Regions from separate parts of the Mus musculus genome. Here all the other regions are linked to region 3. Evidence: chromatin contacts called from public promoter capture Hi-C data. All regions are on one chromosome and are shown on one strand. The core of a region is the stretch at or near the end of the contact, and the rest is flanking DNA. Distances in the headings are between cores, read along the strand shown.

Region 1 (2,837 bases), core at 83-2,582, 2.7 Mb after region 3:
CCAAAGATGCTCCCTCCCAAACTCCCTCACCCTGGGTTTCCAAGGCTGCCCGACATTCCCGACCCCACCACCACCACCACCACGACCACCCCACCCCACCCCACTCTGTGACCCTAGGCATTGAGTGTGTCTCCCTGGTGGAGTTTCCTCCCCGCAGGGTACTTGTTCTTCCCAATAGCTAGCAGCCTGCTGAGCAGAACTGGAGAAGGGTGTCACCCTGGCAGAGAGAGGGTGGGAAGCACAGTCACTGCAGGAATCCCAGGGGCAAACGGTAGGTAAAGATGGTGACAAGTCAGATAAGCAGGCCCTGAACTGAGAGAACCAACTGAGACTCACTAATCCGGGCAGTCCAGAGACTCCTCGAATGTGAACGGAACCTCATCCGGGTGACTCCGGAGTGCCATGCAGTCTAAGAAGCTCAGCTCAGCCTACACCTATTTGAAATTGCCCTTTGTTCTCTTCTCCTCGGGCCTATAGACAGCTCTAATCGGAAGCCCACTGGAGATGGCACAGTGGGGGTGGGGGGAGGACTGGAGTGTCTCTTTGGTCGATTAGCTTGGGTACCTGGGATGATGAAATCATGGGGAATTAACAATAGTGTATATGATTTCCCACCATGTGTATATGATTTGATTCATGAAATTCTCAAAGCCATTGATTGACCAGTGTTACCTTTATCATCTCATGTTCAGATAAAGAAACTGAGGCTGACAGGTGGCTCTTTAGGACTAATTCTCCTACAGGGTTGGATTGGAGATGTCAAAAATGTATCATCCAGAGGTCTCTGAGTCTCCAAACTTCTGAGAGCCCTGTCTAAAATCCCCAATTCTAGCCCAACCTGCCTCTGGAAGCTGCTTGCAAACTTGGAGTCCTTACCTGGAAGGATGAGGATGTCCACCAGGGGTTTGCAGTGGTAGAGACCAGTGGCCATGACGCAGTCAGCCCACAGGCCCTTGGAGCCCAGTTCGTCCATTTTTCGGCAGGTGGGGATGGTGTAGCTGCAGGTCACCACCCAGTCATTGGTGGACGTTGTGACGATGATGCCAATCCAACCCACGAAGCTCGTGACGAAACCCACCACCTGAAGGCAAGTGGCTACCATGGTGGCCGCAGCGACGTCCACGCAGCTCGACTCACACGGATTGTGCCCCCTGTGTCGTCCTGGACAGAGCCTTCCCTAGGCTTGCCCTCTTGGCCCTCGCGAGCCGCTGGCTCCGGGCTACTCGAGATGGGGAGAGAGCGGCTGCAAGCACTGCTGCGACAGCGTGCAGCGGGGACAGGTGCGCCTGGAGGGGACTGCAGCGCTGCTGGGCAGCGCGTCCCCGCCCCCTCTTTAAACTCCGGGGCCCGGGCTGGCAAGCGCCAATCCGCGACAGCCCCCGAGACGAGCCGGCCAATCGCAAGCCAGGCTTCGGTGCGGGTGTAGAAGGGAGCAGGGGCTGAGGAGGGGCAGCAGGCTGCCCCACGGCTGGTGACACACGGTCAGCGCTGGGAATTAAATTAATCCCATCCCGATAGGGACCCGCAGAGTGAAGGGGGCGCGTCCAGCTCCTGTTGGGTTTGTTAAGCGTAGTCTCACTCCTAGAGAAGTAGTCTCTCTCTCTCTCTCTCTATGTCTCCCTCCTAAACTTCTACCAACTCTCCGACCGCTCCCTCTTCTCTGCTGTGGACACTTCCAAGGGCACCTAGTACATTTTCCTATGCCCCTAAGGAACAGAGGGGACACATTCAGCACTCCGATGTTGCCATAAGAAAAGACCGGGGAGAGGGCTTAGATAGCTTAGTAAGTGAGGGCCCTTACTGCGCTGGCACACGAGAGAGCCTCAATCCCAATGCCCAGCACCCAGTACAAAGCCTGCCATGGTGCTTACTAAGTCCGTAACCCGGTGCTGTTAGACTGATACGGAAGGACCTCTGAGTTTGCTAGCTGCCATTCTAGAGCCAGGTTCAGTGCCATTCTGTGGCTCGAGGAAATAAGGTAGATGGGGATAGAGCAGGACACGGGACATCCTCCTAGTGCACACGTGTGTACACAGACACACACCCCACACACACCGCCACACATAAACACACACATACACACTTCGCAAGAAACAAATAACACAATAAAGATGGTGCCAGCAGAATTAACTCTGGTCACAATAATGGTGACGATTACTCACTGTTATTAATACTTGATAAGTGCATGTGTTCTTATACCACAGCTTACTGAATTGTCCACACTTTGCAGTGGGGACAACTGTCAATTCTACACAGAAGAAACAGCCCCCCAAAGGACAAGCTCCTGAAGTTCACACAGCTAGGAAGGAGACTCCGTGGGCCCCGCTCATTCCTGTCCCTGACCTTTCCTGAGAATCCATCCTGGTTATCACTTTCTGAATGTTCCTAAAGGGCTTGGTGTTCCATTTGTGATACATTAAAAGCCAGGCATTCTGCCCAGATCACTGTAAATAAGTTAGCTTCTGTTCTCCACCGAGAAAACCGATAGCCCAGATTGAGTGGGAAGCAGAAGCTATCAGCAAAGGCTACCAGGCAGCCCCCTTCTCTACACGCATTCAGATAAGGCTCATTCTGTGCCCTTGGGCGGAGGGAGGCACTGGGGATGAACCCACGGACTTGAGCAAGCCAGACAATGCTCTACCATTGAGCTACAGCTTCGGACTTGTGCAATTTTAAGTCAAGAAAAGGATTGCTTATCTTACTGTATGGCTTGATCTAGTCACCTGGGCCTCTTCCCCCTCTCCTCTTATTCTATTTAAAATGGTGGCAGATTTCAGCAAATGGACATTTTGCTCATCATCCTGTTGAGCTTGCTGCAGTTATCCCCATGATGGATG
Region 2 (2,785 bases), core at 186-2,685, 2.7 Mb before region 3:
CTTCCAAACAGCTGAGAAATAAAATTCTATTGCTTGTAAGAAACCAAGTTACAGCATCTCGTGCTTTCTTTCACAGTGTGCCCTCTCCTCAGTGCTACGCTATATTTAGAATATTAAGGTAGGCCATTTTATGAATGTCTCCTAGGTGCTCAGAACACTCAATAGCATTCAGTCAGGCTTCCTTCCCTCTAGTAGGAAAGGCTTCTGAAAAGCCTTCTTGGGAAATAGTGTTCCTCTGCCCTCTCATGCATGAGCTCTGCCTTTCAACACGGAAAGTCAGCTTGCTCCTCCAGACTGGGGTCCAGGTGAATAAGCTAATTGTAATAGGATGTAAAGGCAACATTTGCTGGGGAAGATCAAAGGTCTGGGTCTAATAATTTATGTTACTCCTTGGCTGCAGGGCGGATCACTAGTCACTGCCAGCCGTAAGGCAGTTTTCCACAGCACTGTTAAACAGGCTTCTGCGGTCTTAACTCCAGAGAAGGAGGACACGGAGTTGAGTAGATGTAAGAAAAAAAAATACTTAGGTCAAAGACTGAAGGAGATGCTAGTAGAAAGAAAGTAGATAAGTGTGAGCGACTGAGAGATAGGTGGGCCTTAAAGGAATGCGGGGGCGAGGAGGCAGGGAAATGGTTGCATCGAAGTCATAACCGTACTTGAAGGGTCAAGTGAGAGGATCCCTTAGTGTAGGCAAACAAAACAAAACAAAACAAAAACCAAAGTAGTCTAGAAATTACAATTCCCTGGGAGAGGTGCTGGAATGTCTAAGGCTGTGGGAGCGGCTAGGTCCCCAGAGAAGGGGGCGCATGAACAGGAAAAGCAATAGGACAAGGGTACACAAGGGAAAATGGCAGGCTTCCCCTCCTCAGCGGCAGTTTTGTCTGCTTTTCCAGAAAACCATCAGTCTACCTATCAGGGCCAGACTCAGCATGTGGCAAGGCTCCCCCAACCCCCACCCTCGGTTAGCTTCTTCTTGCTCAAAAACCTGATTTTGATCCTTCTAGAACATCCGCGATCCTTTTGCAGCGTCTTTAGGCCTGGGGGCGGGCGGGGGGGGGGCGGGGAAGCTCCATCTTAGTCACCTTGCACCTGGGGTCTTTGAAGTTACAGGCTGAGTTTGGAAGTGAAACCATTTCCGCTCTGAGGCTTTGACACTGCCAGGTACAGCTCTTAAAAGAGCTGCCCATCAGCTACACGGACATCCAGAGGCAAACACTAGCACGAAACACTTGGAAAGCAGTCTGGAAAAGGTCCTCACTGTCCCATGCTTAGAGTGCGGTGCAAGACGCTGTGAGGTGCCGCTGTGACAGTCCCTAACTCTCTAGACACACCCAGACCCCTGGGCCTGCAGCGCCTCCAGCGTAGCGAAGAGTGAGCGAAAAGCCCCACGCAGGCGCAGGAGCATAGAGGCTAGGACGTGGCAGGGCGTGTCCTGATGGGGGCGCGGCCCGGGCTGGGACCTAATTAGGGAGGTGGCCATGGTAGGGGGGTGGCCTTGTCTGAGGAAAGTACCGTATCCAGGGATGTGGCAGCTGCCTGGGACAAGGCGGGGCTTATAGTGCAGCGTCTCTGGGGGCGGGACCCTGGTGGGTGTGTGATCTTGGCAGGGGCGTGGCGTGGCGGGGCCAGGTCGGGCTAGGCTGGGCTGCCCAGGGCGTTTCCGTTGCACGGAGTTGTGAAGAGTACTGCCTTGTCCTTTGGCGTGTGCATCGGTCCTGCTCTCACCCGCAGCCTGCGCTCTACTGCCTGGTAAGTGGCCGTAGTCCCGGGAGCGACTCCTCCACCAAGGGCTCAGGGCCCTTTTGGGGTCAGGGGACCAGAGCTCCAGTGACCCTGTCTCTCTTTTCCCCTCTCCCTGCAGCTCCAGTCCACTCCTGACCGACAGCATCATGGTAAGCCGTGTGACCGCGACCAGGGCGATCGGGACCCTCTCTGAAGGCAGCTGCCTTCGCAGTCTCTTGGTTTTCGCCTTTCCCATCTGTGTCCCGCTCTGTGTCCTCTCTGTGACCTCTTGGGTGTCCCCCTCCGTGTGCGCTCTCCTGTTTTCTCCCTCGCCCCGGAGTGTCCGGAACCAGCCGGTGTTTCTCCCCGGTGCATGTGAATCAGGCCGCCCCAAATCCAGAGTTGCCAAAATTAGATCCGGAGCAGGAACAGTTCTCTTGGTCATGTGAGGAGAACGCCCTTTGGCTTCCCCTATTTTTTTATTTTTCCCGCAGTTTCCTGTGTTTGAATACTGGGTGTGCGTGGGCAATCTCCATGGTGCTTCAGGGGAGCTTTTTCCAGCGCAAGGCGCAACTTATTTAACAGGAACCGACTGTGCCTTTTCTTTCTCTTTTTCTGCTAAAGGCAGTGAACCAAAAAGCTGGGTTTCCAAAGTAATGAACTGGCAAAACGAGTTCTGAATTGAATTTGCCTTGGGATTCTTTCAGAAGTTGACTTCCGAATAGGTTTTTGTTGTTGTCATTGTTTTAGGAGATCTCTTAGTATTTTTCAAGACTGTAGCAAAGAAAAGTTGATTTTTGTTTTGTTTTGTTTTGTTTTCCAAGCTAGGGTTCCTCTGTGTTGCCTTGGCTGGCCTCGAACTCACAGACTGCCTCTGCTGAGGGCTAGAACTAAAAGCCTTCACCACCACCGCCCAGCGTATGTAGTAATTTTTCAAAGCTGGTCATGTGAAGAAGTTATCATACCTAAAATATTCCGCCCTGAGGCAAAGTGGTTATACCTGGAATCCCACATCTTGGGAGGTAGAGGCAGGAGGATCAGGAGTGAAAGATCATCTTTGGTC
Region 3 (2,765 bases), core at 224-2,723:
TTTTTTTGATAGGGATTCACTATAGAGATCAGGCTGGCCTTGAACCCACCTCTGTTCAGCCCACCTCTGCCTCCTGAGAACTAGGGTTAAAGGCATGTACTGTCAATGTCCAGCTCTCTAAGGCTTTTGGTAAGAACAACTACTGTTTTTTTTTTTTTTTTTCAGCTTATCTTTAACCCTCCCCCCCCAATATCCTACCAGGTAAATGTAAACAGACTTGGATAAGCACATAATTTTTGCATGGGATGAGTGTAGAGTGACTTACTGTGATTTCTAAGTGCGAAATATCTCTCACGATGCCACTTCCTAAACAGATCAACACCATGAAAAAACCAAACTCCCGAATAGAGCTAATTCTTCCAATCACTATATCACCACGTTCAATATCTCGGAAGAAGAGCTCTCTCCGGTCCATGCTTGGCATCTCCATGAACTGCTCTAAGGGTGGCATGACCGCATAAAGATCTGGAATAAAATAAAACCAAATCACCACGATCATTCTGACTTCCTTCTCCTTTGATAAAATGCTTTAAACTAACCAGTAAATCTTGAAAAGCTTCTCAGACTAAACTTACTGTCATTGTCGTCATGCACTTCAGAGGGTGGAGATGCGTCTGATTTCCAAGACAGTGCAAAAAGCAGATCCGCTTTTTTAGAGATGAATTTTTGTATTTCAATGTTGTCAACTCTCTTCTCTTTCCTTAAAAGAAAGGTGACTATATACATGTACATATATATATATATATATATATATATATATATATATATTTTTTTTTTTTTTTTTCACTGATCCACGCTCTCATACATCCAAACTCGTGTACGGCAGTTTTCATCACCCAACCCTGCTTAGTGTCTCCAGGGGAAGTTTTATTTATTTTAGCTTTTCAGTATGCATTTATTTAGTGCTGTGATGTGGCGTCCATGTGCCACCGTGTGCAACTGGGGGATCATAGGACAAGGCTGGGATTGGTTCTCGCCTACCCTTGCGAAGCCTGGGAATCGGTCAGGTCAGGCCGCTCGATGGAAAGTGACTTTACCCACTGAGTTCCGGAAGAAGTTTTAAGCCCGTTCTCTCTGGAAACGGGAGCAGGGAAGCTTTGGCGGCGGCTCGGAAGGCGCATCCCGGCCATTCAGCCCGGAGCCAGTGCCTGGTCACACACCCCGGGGCTCGGTCCCTCCTGTCCGCCCCGCGCCCCGGCCCGGGTCACGGCCCCGATACCTGCCGGCTCCCGGAGGAGGCGCCGCGCCGCGGGCTGGCTCGGCCGCCGTGCCCAGCAGGCTCCGGAAGTGCGGGTTGTCCTGCTGTTCACTCCGCAGCAGCGACAGCAGGGCCGGGCCGTGGCAGCCCAGCGACTGCCGCAGCAAGTCGCGGTCCATGGCGAGCCCGCCAGGCTCCGGCGTCCGAGCCCGCGCTCCCGCAAGCCGAGGGAAGCTGCCCGGACGCGCTAACCTCCCGGAAGCGCTCGCGGCGGCGAGCTGCCTCAGTCTCGCGAGACCTGGCGGGACTACGGGAACCCGCAGGAAGCGCGAAGCGGGTCTGGCGCCGAGGGCGGAGTAAGGCTGGAGGTGTGACGTGTGGGGACGCCTGAGCTTAGCACGTACGTCGGGCTGTGTGGTTCCTAGGTCGCCAAGGCCAGAGCTCCGGTCTCTTTTTCACCGGGTGCTGCCGAGTTCAGCGGTGCAAGGGTGGCTGGGCGGCCGCGGAGGAAGTTTCCTCAGTCCTGTCTGCCCGGGGCGGCGCCCGCGTCCCCTCAGGATTGCCTCAAGGTGGCGGTCGCAGGAAAGCTGCCTGCTAGACCGACGTGGGGCAGACAGACAAGGACCTACAGTTGACTTGGCGGCGGCTGGAGGCGTGTCCACCTTGTTTCTCGCTGCCTTTTAGAGGGATGTGGCTGTCACCAGCCCGGAGAGCTTTAAAGCGCAGCGCGCATGCTCTGTTCTGGCGTGGCTTTGTAGGAGTTTTAGGATAAGCTGCCTACTACTAGGGTGATATCTGTGGGCTGCCTGGTACACACTGGTACCGAGTGCTTTAGGTGGCTTACTTAAAACTGGCCAGCGTTTGCTGGCTACACTTCAGTGCTAGCTCTACACCGAGTGTAACCCATAACCCCACACAACTTTGTTCTACACCTGGGCACCACACCCATACCATCAGGGCTTTTGTTTGTTTGTTTGTTTTTTGTTTGTTTTTTTGTTTGTTTTGTTTGTTTGTTTGTTTTCCAGTTACAGGGGTTTCGAATTCATTTTCTTTCGTGACAAATACGTGATTTTTGAAAGGGACAGGACACTGGATAGTTGACCAGACCAGAGGGGGTACAATGGAAAGTGAGGGAGTTGGTTAGTGCTTGGGTTTTCAGCATGCTAGCCAAGGATTCTCTCTACCACTGAGCTACAACCCCACCTACATTTTTTTTAACTTAAAAACTCTCCAAGAAACTTTAAAGAAATATGAATAGTTTAATGAACTGTTGGGAGGGGGTGGTACAGGGTACGAAAATGGTGAAGGAAATGAAGAAAGCAGAATATTCCAAACAGATTTTCACTGCTTGGTTTCTAACCCTACTTTTACTGTGATTTCAAATTTCATCTTAAAAGTAAACACATAAGCCGGGCGTGGTGGTGCACGCCTTTAATCCCAGCACTTGGGAGGCAGAGGCAGGTGGATTTCTGAGTTCCAGGCCAGCCTGGTCTACAGAGTGAGTTCCAGGATAGCCAGGGCTACACGGAGAAACCCTGTCTCGAAAAACCAACCAACCAACCAAACA
Region 4 (2,700 bases), core at 33-2,532, 2.8 Mb after region 3:
AGTGCACTTCATCTCAGGAAATAGGAGACACTGTTTACGATCACTATGCTTCTTTCTCAGTCAAGAGCAACAGAGATTTGCTTATTTCTTGGATCTATGAAGCAAAGTCACACTGTGTATGTATGTCTACAAAATCCACTTTTCAGACTATTTTGGATACATATTTTTAATGTTTTATAGTTGTAGTTAATTTTTCTTCTTTCTTTCTTTCTTTCTTTCTTTTTTTTAAACACAGTCTTACATATCCCAGGCTAGCCTTAAAATTTCTGTTAGACCCGAGGTGGGGAAAAACATTTCCACAACTGTCTGATTAAGCAAGCTATACTTAGACTGGCTAAAGGCTGCCTCATCCAAGTTCAGGTTTCAGAAAGCAGCCCCTCACTGGCTTTTGAGGTCTCTGTTGTGGGGCAAGGATTAGGGTTGATAGATTACAGCTGTTGAGAGCGTTGGCTGTTAGCACCAGGACAGAAGAATGGGGGGACTCAGGGCTCAAGGCCGGCTGTGAGGTATACAAGGGTAAGACACTATATGGAAGGGGAGTCATCAGAGATGTTCAGGAGTTTAGCAAGGCAAAGGAGTATACATCATGGGGTTACAAATTCAGCAGAGGTTAAAAAGCATGGTTTTCAGGATATCTTAGGTTCAGGAAACAGAAGCTTACCCTTGCAAGGTATGGGGACACCATCCCCAAAGCAGGACATGAGGGAAAGGGTTTATTTGGCTTACACTTCTATAGCACCGTTCATCACCAAAGGAAATCAGAACAGGAACTCAAGTAGGGCAGGAACCTGGAAACAGGAGCTGATGCAGAGGCTGATGCAGAGGCTGTGGAGGGCTGCTGCTTGTTCAGTCTGCTTTCTTATAGAACCAGGATCATGGGGTTTCTGTTTTACATTATATAGTCTAGGATGACTTTGAATTTTTATTCAAAACAACACTTTCTAAGGGCCTAGCCATGTCTGGTTTATGTGGGGCTGGGTATTGAACCTAAGACTTGATGCACGTTTCTGAAAGTATTCTAGCAACTTCTACATTTCCAGCGCTAAGCAGAACTTTTTCTATATTCGTCGCAGACCCCGGGCTAAGACAAAGATTCTGAGCCATAGAAATAGAGGGTGTCTGGGAAGGACCACTTAGGGAAACACAGGCCACCTCACAGAGAGAGTTGAGGTGGGAGGGAGCCTGGCAGTCGCTGGCCTCACGTGACCTCTGCGCCCCCCGCCCCCCAGATCCCGCCCCTCGGCTCTTGGCTCTTGCAGGGGGAAAAGGAGGCGCATGCGCACTTCGTGTTAGTGATGGAGGAGAGAAGATGGCGGAAGCGGAGTGAGTGACTTGCTGGTGACTGATGTCGTAACCGGGGGGCGAGTGAGGGCTGCGACACGTTCCCCCGAGGCAGCTCTTGGGGCTCCGAGGCTGGCGGTGCAGGGCGGAGGCGAGGCGGGAGCCACGGCGTGGTGGAGAAGCCCGACTGTGGGAGGAGGATGGCAGGTCCAGCCAGCCTCCCCTCGGGAGTGCGTGCTGCGCCGTGCGGTCCCGGGGCTGTGTGGTCCTAAGCGCACAGCTACCCGGGGGACCCTAGTCTCCGGGCTCTCCCGGGACGCGAGCCCTGCGGCGCTCGGCCGGGGCTGTCATTCCAGCCGCGGTCCCCGCCGAGGTGTGTCCGGCTGGGCAGGCGCCGCCGGGCCTCCGCGCTGGCTCCTGCGGGCCCGTAGCCGTCTGTCTGTCCGTCCGTCCGTCCGTCCGTGCGGCGGGGGCGCGGGGAGGCGCAGGGAGGCGTCCGGACAGCGGCTGCGGCCCACGGCCGAGGCTCCCCACCTCCCCGGCCTTTCCTTGCAGTCCCCCTCCGGGCTCGGGCTGCGGCGGCGAGCCTCCCTCCCTGGAGGGCCGCATTCTTGGGTAGCGCTGTGATGCTATGCTCAGTTGGCGACTTGAAACTTCAGGTTCCCGGGTAGGCCTCTGGAGTGCCAGAGCTGAACGCGGCAAGTATTTCCGTGCCAAGCCCGTGCGCTCCCCGAAAGTGTTCTTTTGTACCAGGCCTCGAAATGTAAAGCGATGGTTTGCCCAGTTGCACACATCCAATGTTTAGAATTACTGTCTAGGTTCCCTGACCATTTTTGGTTCGTCAGAACTCACTGTCTTCTTCGCCCGCCTTTGGGCTTTGAGAGCACAGCTGAGCAGAATAAGACTTTGAAAGGCCAGGGTTTACGGTGGTGGCTTGGATGCCATTGGTCCCGGTGCCAAAGTGTTTTGACACGCAGTAGTTTCAAGATTTTACCTTACTGCTGATTGAGTGTAGTATTGAGCAGGTGCCATATGATACTGTGGTTTGCTGATTGGAAGGAAATGAACAGCAGAACGTCTAAAAATGTGATTCAGCTCCCACTAAAAGAAGTTAGCAGCCCCATCTGTTTTTCCTTTCACCTTACTTTCTCCCTTGTATATTGGAGCTGTTAATACAGCCTATGGTGGCTGGAGACTCCTGAGTCTCATTGAGGCCAGCCTGAGCTACGTAGTGACACCCTATTTTGTTTTGATTTTTAAGAAAGAGAAGTAAATGTTCTTGTTACAGGCTTGTCGACGGTGGGAATGCCAGCCGGTTCAACTTTTATTTCTCAGGAGAAAAAGACAGACAAGGAAGGAGGAATCCAGTGGATTCTCATGGGGCCTTCTGAGCCTGGGGTGACAGCTACTGTGGTTTTA
Region 5 (2,949 bases), core at 129-2,628, 2.7 Mb after region 3:
CCAGAGGCTTTCTCAACTATGCATGCCATTTAAATTTTAAAAAACAATCCTTTCTCGTTAGAAAAAAAAAAAAAAAAAACCTGTAGTTTCTGGTCTCCCCACCCCCCAAGATACATGTTAATATACCTACCATATGCAACTAAACTTCAAGTACATTCATACATACTATCTTTTTGGAATGAAGAAGAAAAAAAAACTTTCCCTTTAAAAGGTTAGCGAATTTGCCTAATGGAAGCCAAAAGCTGTAAGACTCCACGCCTGGAAATCTCCATCCATGAGCAAGACTAATCCGGGACAAAAAGCACAAGGCAGACAGACCTCACAAAGAATGCAAATGGAGGCAGAGTGGCGAAAAAGAGTATTCATCCACTTCCCTCCCTGGAGAAAACCCAGTAAAAGCCGACAAATAAAAAGCTTTGCTTCTAAACTCCCAGCAATTTATGTTAACACAAACCCAGAGAATTATGGACGAAAGCCACCTAGCCACCGTACTGTGACTTTCGCCACTACAGGGACACCTCAGCCAAGGCGAGCCAAGGAAAAGGGCAGAAGGCATGACCTAGACCAGGGGCGCCCCCACAGCCCTGCGCACACGCAGAGACACCCACTCATCATCAACCCAAAGGACAGGGAAGCAGGGGACTCCCGGCGTCTGGTGAGGTGAGAGGGGGCAGAGGAAGTAGGAGTCCTCCCAACCCCCACCTCTGTGACTGGGATCACCCTAAGTGCCCTCCCCACATCGCCCCACTGCGGGGGCCGCCGGTGGAAATACCCCACGCCCCCGGCCCGCGGGAAGTTCTCTAGGGTTACCTAGGCGCCCCAGGGCTGCGCCTCCCCCCACTTGACCCACCCTGAGCCGTGGCACCCACAGGGGCGCGGGCAGGTTAGGCGCCAAGCCCGGAAGCCCGCGTCGCCGGACGCTTAGAGCTGGGGCCAGCCCGGGGCATCCCCGCCGAGCGCAGACGGCCGGGGGATGGCGGCGATGACCAGGGTCCAGGTCTCCTGGGTCCCGGCGGCTCGGGTCAAGTGCACCGCCATCCCCTCCCAGCTGACCCGTCCCAGAATCCGCGAGGCCTGTACACCCGTGGGACCCCCGCCGCGCGCCCTGTGCCCGCGACCCCGCCCGGGACCCCCACGCATCCCGGACGCCCCACTCAGGCCCTCCGCGCCCGGGCAGACCCCCGGGCTCTGTGCCCTCCCCATCACCCCCGCCGCCGCCGCCTCAGCGCCCCCAGAGGCCGCACGCCCCTCGCGTCCCCTCGCGACCTGCGGCCGCACCTGTGCCCGCCGTCGCCGTCGCCGTCGCTCGCCAGCCGCCTTCGCTGTGCCGGCGCCGCTCCGAACCCCACACACATCGCTACACACAGCCTCTGACGTCACCCGGCCCGCGGCCCGCCCACGTCACTGCGGAGACACGGCTTCCCGCAGACGCCGCCGCCGTCTCCGGCCGCCCGGGGGACAGCGAGGGCGGCGGGCGGGGGAGGGGAGGGAACGAAGCCAGCGGCGCCGCGCGGCCCCGCGCCAGCCAGCCCCTCGGGCGCGCGCGCCGTCTGGCCTATTGTGGCTCCCGGCGGGCTGCACACTGCAGGCTGCGCGCGCGTCCCCAGCCCCGACCGGGGCGCGCGCCTGGCGCCTCGGCCGCGCACGCGCGTGCTCCCGCTCCCCCGCCCCCCTCGCGCGTACCCCGCGCTGCTGGCCCGGCGCGCCGTCTGGGCGGCTGGCGCACGGCGCTGTCTGCGGTGCCCGGCTCAGACAGGATGTTCCCTCGGCCCCACCCCCGCCGCCCTCCTTCCTTCCTCGAGTCGCTCAGCCGGCTGTCTGGGGCCGCCCTCGCCACGCCCGCCGCCGTGTGGCGACGGGCCAGACCTGGGGGCGCCCTGGCCGCCGGGCCGCCGCGCTGCGAGGCGGGGGGGGTGAGAAGGGGGAGAGGGGGCAGGGCGCGGCGGGCTGCACTGTGCGCGACCCCGGCAGCTGGCCGCGCCCGAGGTCAGGCTCGGCCAGCAGCCCCCCTCAACCCCCGCGGCCGCAGCTGGCCGCCCGGCCCCGCCCCGGAGGTGGCCTGCGGGTGGCTCCCCGCCGCGACCCCCGGGCTGAGCCCGCCGCGCAGACGCCCCCGCGCTGCCACCGCCCCCCCCCCCGCAGCGCCACCACCTGCCCCCGTGCTCCCCGCTCCCAGTGTTGCCACCCTCCCCCCGCCCAGTGCCGACGTCGCGGGGCCTCTCGCCCCCGTGGGGCCTCCCGCCGCGGCCGCCCTGCCAGCTGCCGGTGAGCAGCCCCGCCTGGCCGCTCTGGGGTGGCCTGACCCGGCCGCCATCGCCCCAGAGTCCGCGGTTTGCGCACCGCGGGGACAGATCTTGCTGCCCCAGCTGCTCTTAGCCTCCATAAGTGACCCATTCTGATTCACTAAGCACTTTGGTTGGTGTTTTCGGGTGTGTTTTTTTCTTTCTTTCTTTCTTTTTAATTTTTCCAGAGACGGTAAGAGGTGGAGGAAGATAACCACTTTCGGCTGCCACCTCGAACCGCCGGCGGGGGTGGGTGAGGGGACTTCCTAGCCAACGTATCCAGGATAGCTCGAATATTCAACTCTGTGAAGCTAGCCCGTCATATTTCGAAACACCAAGAAATCCCCTTTTCTCCACCCCACCGCAGGATCAGGAACTGAAATAGCGCAGCGAGTAGCACTGCGCAGACTTAGGGAACTCGAGCTTCGGCGACGGTGGCGCACCCCACCCCCACCCCACCTTTTTTTTTTCTTTTTTTTTTTTTTTTTCCTTTTCTCGCCGGGTTTATTTTACCGCTTCGGGGTTACTCATGTTTGGGTCTACATTTGCAGTTGTCCAATTGGGAATACTTTTGTGCTTGAGGATTTTTCGTCCTTTTTTTTTTAACCCCCACAATAGGTCTAACAAATGTCACCTCTCATCACCGCCTCCGCCCCAGCTCCTGTCG
Region 6 (2,884 bases), core at 181-2,680, 2.8 Mb after region 3:
CCTAAAGCAATTATTATGACAACTACCAACTTTTTAAAAATTTCAAAAAAAAAAAAAATTAGTGCGTTTGCGGAGACTATTTTAACCTCATTTTCTCTGTTTTAAGTGAAAAGAACATTGTCTACTGCAAATTCTACGAATTAGTCCCAAATCAGTCAATGTCAGAGGCTGGAAGATAACACACAAATCTAAGGCCTTACATGTACACATTAAGACATGTGCAGCTTCAGTTCTCTTGAAAGGAAAACAAGAAAGAACCGGGAAGGTCTGCTATCTTCACTGATCCCCTCAGGAATGTGAAAGCACGCACAGCTCTTTTAACCTTGTAGCACTTGAAGCTTTTAAAAGCAATTTATTTCTGCCTAGACAAGCAGAGAGGTCTTCTGTTAATCCCTGCTCTCCAGTCTTTATGCTCACGCTGGCCTTTCACCTCAGCAGAGATCCTAAATTATCTCAAACCACACACTGAAGTCAAAGGAGAGGAAGAACTTTATGATAAGTCACGATAGAAAATGATTTGGGCTATGCTCAGAACTGGATTACTTTTGGCAGAGACATTAGTTTAAACGTTTGGTAATCAAGTGGGGTAAAGATCGTTTCTAGAATTTAAAGCCTTGGCTTCTCACCTTTCGATAGCTCACCCTAACTTCCAAAATGTGGGTCAGCACATTTGCACCTTAATTCTGACCACCCAGGATCCAGTGCACATCCTATTAAAAAGTATCGACTTTGGTACTAACTCTAACACCTATAGCGGCTCTCTGACCATAGTCCAGACTTATTTCATGAACTCTCCCACGGCGAAGGATAGATGTAAACCTGATTTATAAGACGGAGGCTTCAGGCCTGTCTGCAATGAAAGGAGCCACCTAACGAAGCAGTCCAGGCTTGCGTGCCCACAGTAGTGAGTGAACAGAGGCTTCCCTCGAAATCTTCAATCCACCCAGTCCCGAAACAGTTGCAAATTTCTCCGTCAGCTGATTTGTCCTCCCCTCCGGTTGCGCCCACTCTCCTCCGCCGACTCCTGGCGACCTACACTCATACGTCCAGGGTGCCACCAACCGCACCTCTCGCCGCCCCCACGATCGCTCGGGTCCCTGACCGCCAACACTCACCCGCGGTAGTAGGCTTTCACCCGGACCTGGTGGGAATGGTCCCCGCCGCCGCCGCACGCGACCGTGTGGGACATGGTGCTGCTGTCCCTCTGGGTCGGCATCTCCTCACTCCCCCGCCTCGCCGCAGGAGGCCGAGGGGGCCGGGGCAGCGCCGGGCGCCGCGAGGGTCTCGGCCTCCCGAGCCTGTCGGGAAGCCGTGGCCGCCCGCCTCGCCGACCAACACGCCTAGCCCGCGGCGCGGAGCGAGCAAGGGGTCGCTTCGCCGCCAAGCCCGAGCCCCAGCGCTCCTCCCTCCGCCCGGCACAACACGCCTCCCGCCGCGGCTCCTCCCACCACGCTCGCTCCCAAGGCCGCATTCCGCGGCAGGGCGGGCTCAGGAGTCGCGGAGCCCCGGCGCTCTCATCCTCACGGGGGGGAGAAGAGGCTAGCAGAGGGAACAGAACCCACCAGCCTACTAACAGACGCTCTGAAATGGGAATATACTTGGATATTAATATAAGTAATTGTAAACCACGCCTTTAAATGGAAGGATTTCTACAAAACAACCTACAGAGCACCCACGCTCAAGGTTGCTTCCCCTATTTCTTCTATTTAGTCTCGTCCCAGCTAGCCCGCCACGCTTCCGGAATGTATTTGCTGCGCGGGATTCTGGGATTTGGAGTCCCGGTGGGATTCTGGGACTTGTTCCTTAAGTGTAGAGTGCCGCGTTTTCGATCTTGTGCTTCCCGGGAGTTGTAGGCATGGAAGTCCTGAAAACCGCTTGAGTATCTGAGGGCACTGGAAAGATGGCTTCGTCAAGATGTAGAATCTCCTTCCAATTAAATTCTCCATGTCAATTTCATTGATCATTGAAATTAAACAGTTCCCTTTTGGGGGAACAAGATTTGATTACCTGCTCAGCAAATCCTTTTCGGGGAGAATTTAATAATGTAGGTAGCAAAAGCATTAGTGAATGCAACGAAAGAAGAAACTCAATTGGGAGATACCACAGGAGAGAGACTTCTTCAAGGCCCTCAACCCGTGAATATTGCCATTCTATAGAAGAAAGTGCCCAGTGAATACTTAACTAGTGTGTCAGTTCATTAGCATTTATTTTACTTACACTAGTCTGGTCGAGAATTAGAAAAAAAAATCTGTCCGTGTAACTTACTTTCGGACTTCCTCAGATCTTGCCTGTATCACTTACTCTACCCTTAAGGTAGCTTGAATCTAGCCACCAGGTCAGCTCAGATAGCAACATGTGCAAATTGTTGAAATAAGCAAAGATATGGCTTTCTTTTTGTTATTGTTTGTTTGTTTTTGGTTGGTAAGAGGTTTTCTCTCTGTAGCTGTCCTTGAACTCATTCTGTCAGGCTAGACTCAAACTCAGAGATTCGCCTGCTAGTGCCTCCTGGGTCCTATTAAGGGCATGTGTCACCACTACCCAGCAGCTTTCTTTATAATCATACATTAGATTTGGTTGCTTGCTTTATCAGAGCTACTATGTGTGACACTTAGCTTGGTACTAGCTTCATCCAACGTCCACAAATTTGGAGTATATGAAAATTTCCACTAAATAACTTTTTTTTTTTTAACAATTAGAGGCTGCATCATCACGTTAAATATGGATTGATTGCTGATGGTCATTTTTTTTAATTATTATTTTATGTATGAGCACCACACACCGCCTGGTTCCTGCAGAGGTCAGAAAGGGGTGCCAGATACACTGGAACTGGAGTTTCAGATAGTTGTGCTGGGAATCAAACCCAGGTTCCCAGGAGGAACAGCCA
Region 7 (2,700 bases), core at 191-2,690, 2.8 Mb before region 3:
ACTAACCTGCCTACAGAATTTATTATGCACCCAAGACTTTCTCACAGATGAACAGTACTGATATCTGAGTGTTCACTATTCGGCAAGCACAGGGTCTCTTAAAATATCCTTACATGATGGTGTTGCAGATCTACCGTCTCTCATCTGTGATTCCAAAATCTAGGAAGCAGCTTTGAAAACCAAAGTTTACCTTTGTAAATCATTTACCAGCAAATTGTCTTAATCTGATTGACTTCATGATAAAACCTGATTTAAACTGACACGAAGCTTTTTCTATTTTTTTTTTAAATCCCACTGAGTGCAAGTATTCACCTGTTTATTGTAAAAGCATTGCCATTTTGTTAGCAGATATCAGCACTCAGTCTCATTGGACCAATATAAAAAGTATCAATGGTATATTCTTTTTCTCTTCCTAAAATATACTTTTTTTCAAGGGTCTTGTATAAATAATAGACAACTTGAGTTGTCTCTGTGTTACATCTTGAAAACTCAAAGGTGCAGTAATTTCCCAGACCTCTGCACCCAGTAAGCCCATGGGTGAAGTGCTTCAGTTCAGACGTTCTTCCTGATGCAGCAGCAGTCAGTCGCTGGGATGCAGGGTGCACCGACACAGATTCAGAATCGCGACCAGTGGCTTGTCTAGGTCAGCAGTTGCAACCCATTGTTAGAAGGTTATCAAATATTTATGTCTTGAAAGTTGCTTCAAACCTTCTCCACATACACATCTGTTTTTAAAAACACCAACCTCTTCCAGGCTTGTATGTGTTGAATAATGGAGTCTCAGGTGGTGAGAGAATGCCACATGCATTGTTAAAAGAACTAATCAATAACAAGAAATAATATTTTTCTTCGTAGGTATGATTACTGATCTTTTTATAGATAAATTTAAGTTCAAAGGCACTAATGTAAAAACCAAAGTACCCATGCTCCTGGAGATTCTCGACAGCTACGACCAGAACACACTGATTTCTTTCTTCGATGCAGCATGAAAGATAAACAAGGTAGGCCAACAGGACAGCCGAAGAAGCAAGCAGAGCCTGATCAGACCCGAGGCACCTCAGATGGACGTCCCACATGTAATCAGAAGAGTGACGGCCTCTAAGCATCCCCCTACGAGTACCCATGAAAGTCCTTTTTATTGTGTACTTGAGGGGAAAAGAAGATCTTTTAGTCATTCATTTCAGGGGAATATTGCATTGAAAGTTTTAGAATACTATTAAATAAGAGCAAATAAGCTGTCTTTTGTTTTCAAAGGGTAGTTATGAAAACAATGATTACATTTTATTATATTTTATGTATGATTCTTAACTATTAAATGTGAACATTTAAGGTAATATACTTGTGTCTTTATATATTTATTTAGGTTTTGTATATATTTCTCTGTGTGTGTGTGTTTGGGTTGGTTTTTTTTTTTTTTTTTGTGGTTTTTGTTTTGTTTTGTTTTTCGAGACAGGGTTTCTCAAGACAGGATTTCTTTGTGTAGCTGACCTGGAACTAACTCTGCAGTCCAGGCTGGCCTTGCACTCAAGAGATCCACCTGCCTCTGCCTCCTGAGATGCCCGGAAAAGGCTTGGCCATCGCCTCCTGGCTGCCCGGTTTTCTTATGAACACTTTTTTTCTACTTTTGAGACATCATCTCACTACATAGCTGACTTGGACTAACTTGAATTCAGAGATCTGAAACTCTGGGATTAAAGGTATGTACCACAATGCACTTCATTTCTAAATGTAATATCTATTTGGGTCAGTGGAACTTCATGGTCTGATGTCACAACCAAGGATTAGCAAAATTAATGGACAGCTGAATTTCTTGTAGTACACCACTTGTTATCAACAATAGCTCATGTTGGCATTTTAAATTAACCCATCTTTAATTGGGGGTGGGGGTGGGGTAGTTTACTGGAATGCGGGGCATAGAGACACGCCTTTAATCCCAGATCAGTGAGCTCTGATAACGGATATCAGTGAGTCACAGGACAATTGGGACAGCATTATGAGACCCTGCCTCAAAATCAAACAACAAACAAATGATATACAGGAGAGGTGAAACAATAGTAAACAGTAAAAGTTCCAGCGTTTCCCTATGTTGTATGGCAGCATCACAGAGAAAGAGAAAGGAGTAGTGTACCCAGGACGGGGCAGTTTGTCATTCAGATCCATACGCTCCTGCCTAGGCGCCACCCAGCGACCAGGAGAAGGCGCTTCACCCCTTAGCTGAGGCGAAGGCCGACACCTCGAGGCCCCGAGGGCTTGTCTGGACCGCCCAGCGGCTCCGGCAGGATCCTATGAGGCTACAGATCCACTGAGCAGCAGAGATCGGCCGAAAGCGGCCGCCCGCCCCGCCCTCCTCTGCGCAGGCGCGTCCTCAGGCTCCCGCCCTGTAAGATTCCCGTCGGGCCTTCGCTCGCGGCGACCGGCGCTTCTGGTGACGTCACGGACTCCGGACGCCCTCATTGGTTTATTTCAATAGTCGCGGGCTACTTGAACTACAAGACCAGCAGCCGGCGGGCGGCGCGCAGCTCGCGGCTCCTGGGCTCTACGCTCCTCCCGCCTGCAGCCTCTGCTCCGCGGGTCGGCCGCCAGGGTCCCGCGCTGCTCCGGAGCGGCGGGCGCTGTGCACGCTCTGCCGCCGACAGAACCGGACCGGAGCCGCGATGCCGGGCACCTCGAGGCATTCGGGTCGCGATGCGGGCTCAGCCC

The links. Promoter capture Hi-C pulls out the DNA fragments that hold promoters and counts their contacts. Capture Hi-C pulls out chosen DNA fragments and counts their contacts.
Region 1: a promoter capture Hi-C map of pre-B cells shows a contact between it and region 3, with 10 times the contacts expected there. The contact joins the promoter of Cldn11 here to the promoter of Ttc14 in region 3. A contact is called at or near these places in 1 of 39 promoter capture datasets (pre-B cells) and 1 of 484 Hi-C or Micro-C datasets (B cells).
Region 2: a contact with region 3 is called in a promoter capture Hi-C map of pre-B cells, with 21 times the contacts expected there. The contact joins the promoter of Anxa5 here to the promoter of Ttc14 in region 3. A contact is called at or near these places in 2 of 39 promoter capture datasets (liver and pre-B cells), 3 of 484 Hi-C or Micro-C datasets (CD4 T cells and CD8 T cells), 3 of 115 datasets of contacts at active chromatin or transcription factors (astrocytes, bone marrow-derived dendritic cells and thymic regulatory T cells) and 2 of 9 other capture datasets (adipose tissue and liver).
Region 4: a promoter capture Hi-C map of pre-B cells shows a contact between it and region 3, with 10 times the contacts expected there. The contact joins the promoter of Phc3 here to the promoter of Ttc14 in region 3. A contact is called at or near these places in 2 of 39 promoter capture datasets (liver and pre-B cells), 1 of 484 Hi-C or Micro-C datasets (CD4 T cells) and 1 of 9 other capture datasets (liver).
Region 5: a promoter capture Hi-C map of pre-B cells shows a contact between it and region 3, with 10 times the contacts expected there. The contact joins the promoter of Skil here to the promoter of Ttc14 in region 3. A contact is called at or near these places in 3 of 39 promoter capture datasets (the 3T3-L1 cell line, liver and pre-B cells), 1 of 115 datasets of contacts at active chromatin or transcription factors (astrocytes) and 1 of 9 other capture datasets (liver).
Region 6: a contact with region 3 is called in a promoter capture Hi-C map of pre-B cells, with 13 times the contacts expected there. The contact joins the promoter of Prkci here to the promoter of Ttc14 in region 3. A contact is called at or near these places in 2 of 39 promoter capture datasets (erythroid cells and pre-B cells), 1 of 115 datasets of contacts at active chromatin or transcription factors (astrocytes) and 1 of 9 other capture datasets (liver).
Region 7: a promoter capture Hi-C map of liver shows a contact between it and region 3, with 4 times the contacts expected there. The contact joins the promoter of Ccna2 here to the promoter of Ttc14 in region 3. A contact is called at or near these places in 7 of 39 promoter capture datasets (the C10 cell line, embryonic stem cells, erythroid cells and 3 more), 2 of 484 Hi-C or Micro-C datasets (CD8 T cells and pre-B cells) and 2 of 9 other capture datasets (adipose tissue and liver).

What each region holds. Positions count from the first base shown.
Region 1 is chr3:31,148,415-31,151,251 of GRCm38.p6, reverse strand. Cldn11 (claudin 11) reads right to left here and starts at 1,332. Exons shown (of 3, transcript NM_008770.3): 1 at 877-1,332. The coding sequence starts at 1,102.
Region 2 is chr3:36,474,537-36,477,321 of GRCm38.p6, reverse strand. It overlaps Anxa5 (annexin A5), which reads left to right and starts at 1,435. Exons shown (of 13, transcript NM_009673.2): 1 at 1,435-1,749; 2 at 1,862-1,892. The coding sequence starts at 1,890. 1810062G17Rik (RIKEN cDNA 1810062G17 gene) reads right to left here and starts at 1,385. Exons shown (of 3, transcript NM_028183.1): 1 at 1,083-1,385. The coding sequence starts at 1,187. Mir7009 (microRNA 7009) reads left to right here and starts at 1,798; the gene lies at 1,798-1,861.
Region 3 is chr3:33,798,891-33,801,655 of GRCm38.p6, reverse strand. It overlaps Ttc14 (tetratricopeptide repeat domain 14), which reads right to left and starts at 1,473. Exons shown (of 12, transcript NM_027619.4): 1 at 1,220-1,473; 2 at 576-700; 3 at 266-465. The coding sequence starts at 1,377.
Region 4 is chr3:30,967,997-30,970,696 of GRCm38.p6, reverse strand. Phc3 (polyhomeotic 3) reads left to right here and starts at 1,282. Exons shown (of 15, transcript NM_001165954.1): 1 at 1,282-1,323. The coding sequence starts at 1,310.
Region 5 is chr3:31,093,487-31,096,435 of GRCm38.p6, reverse strand. It overlaps Skil (SKI-like), which reads right to left and starts at 1,378. Exons shown (of 7, transcript NM_001039090.2): 1 at 1,279-1,378.
Region 6 is chr3:30,994,317-30,997,200 of GRCm38.p6, reverse strand. Prkci (protein kinase C, iota) reads right to left here and starts at 1,430. Exons shown (of 18, transcript NM_008857.3): 1 at 1,116-1,430. The coding sequence starts at 1,216.
Region 7 is chr3:36,571,778-36,574,477 of GRCm38.p6, reverse strand. It overlaps Ccna2 (cyclin A2), which reads left to right and starts at 1,440. Exons shown (of 9, transcript NM_009828.3): 1 at 1,440-1,697; 2 at 2,175-2,700. The coding sequence starts at 2,655. Bbs7 (Bardet-Biedl syndrome 7 (human)) reads left to right here. Exons shown (of 19, transcript NM_027810.3): 19 at 856-1,335. The coding sequence ends at 989.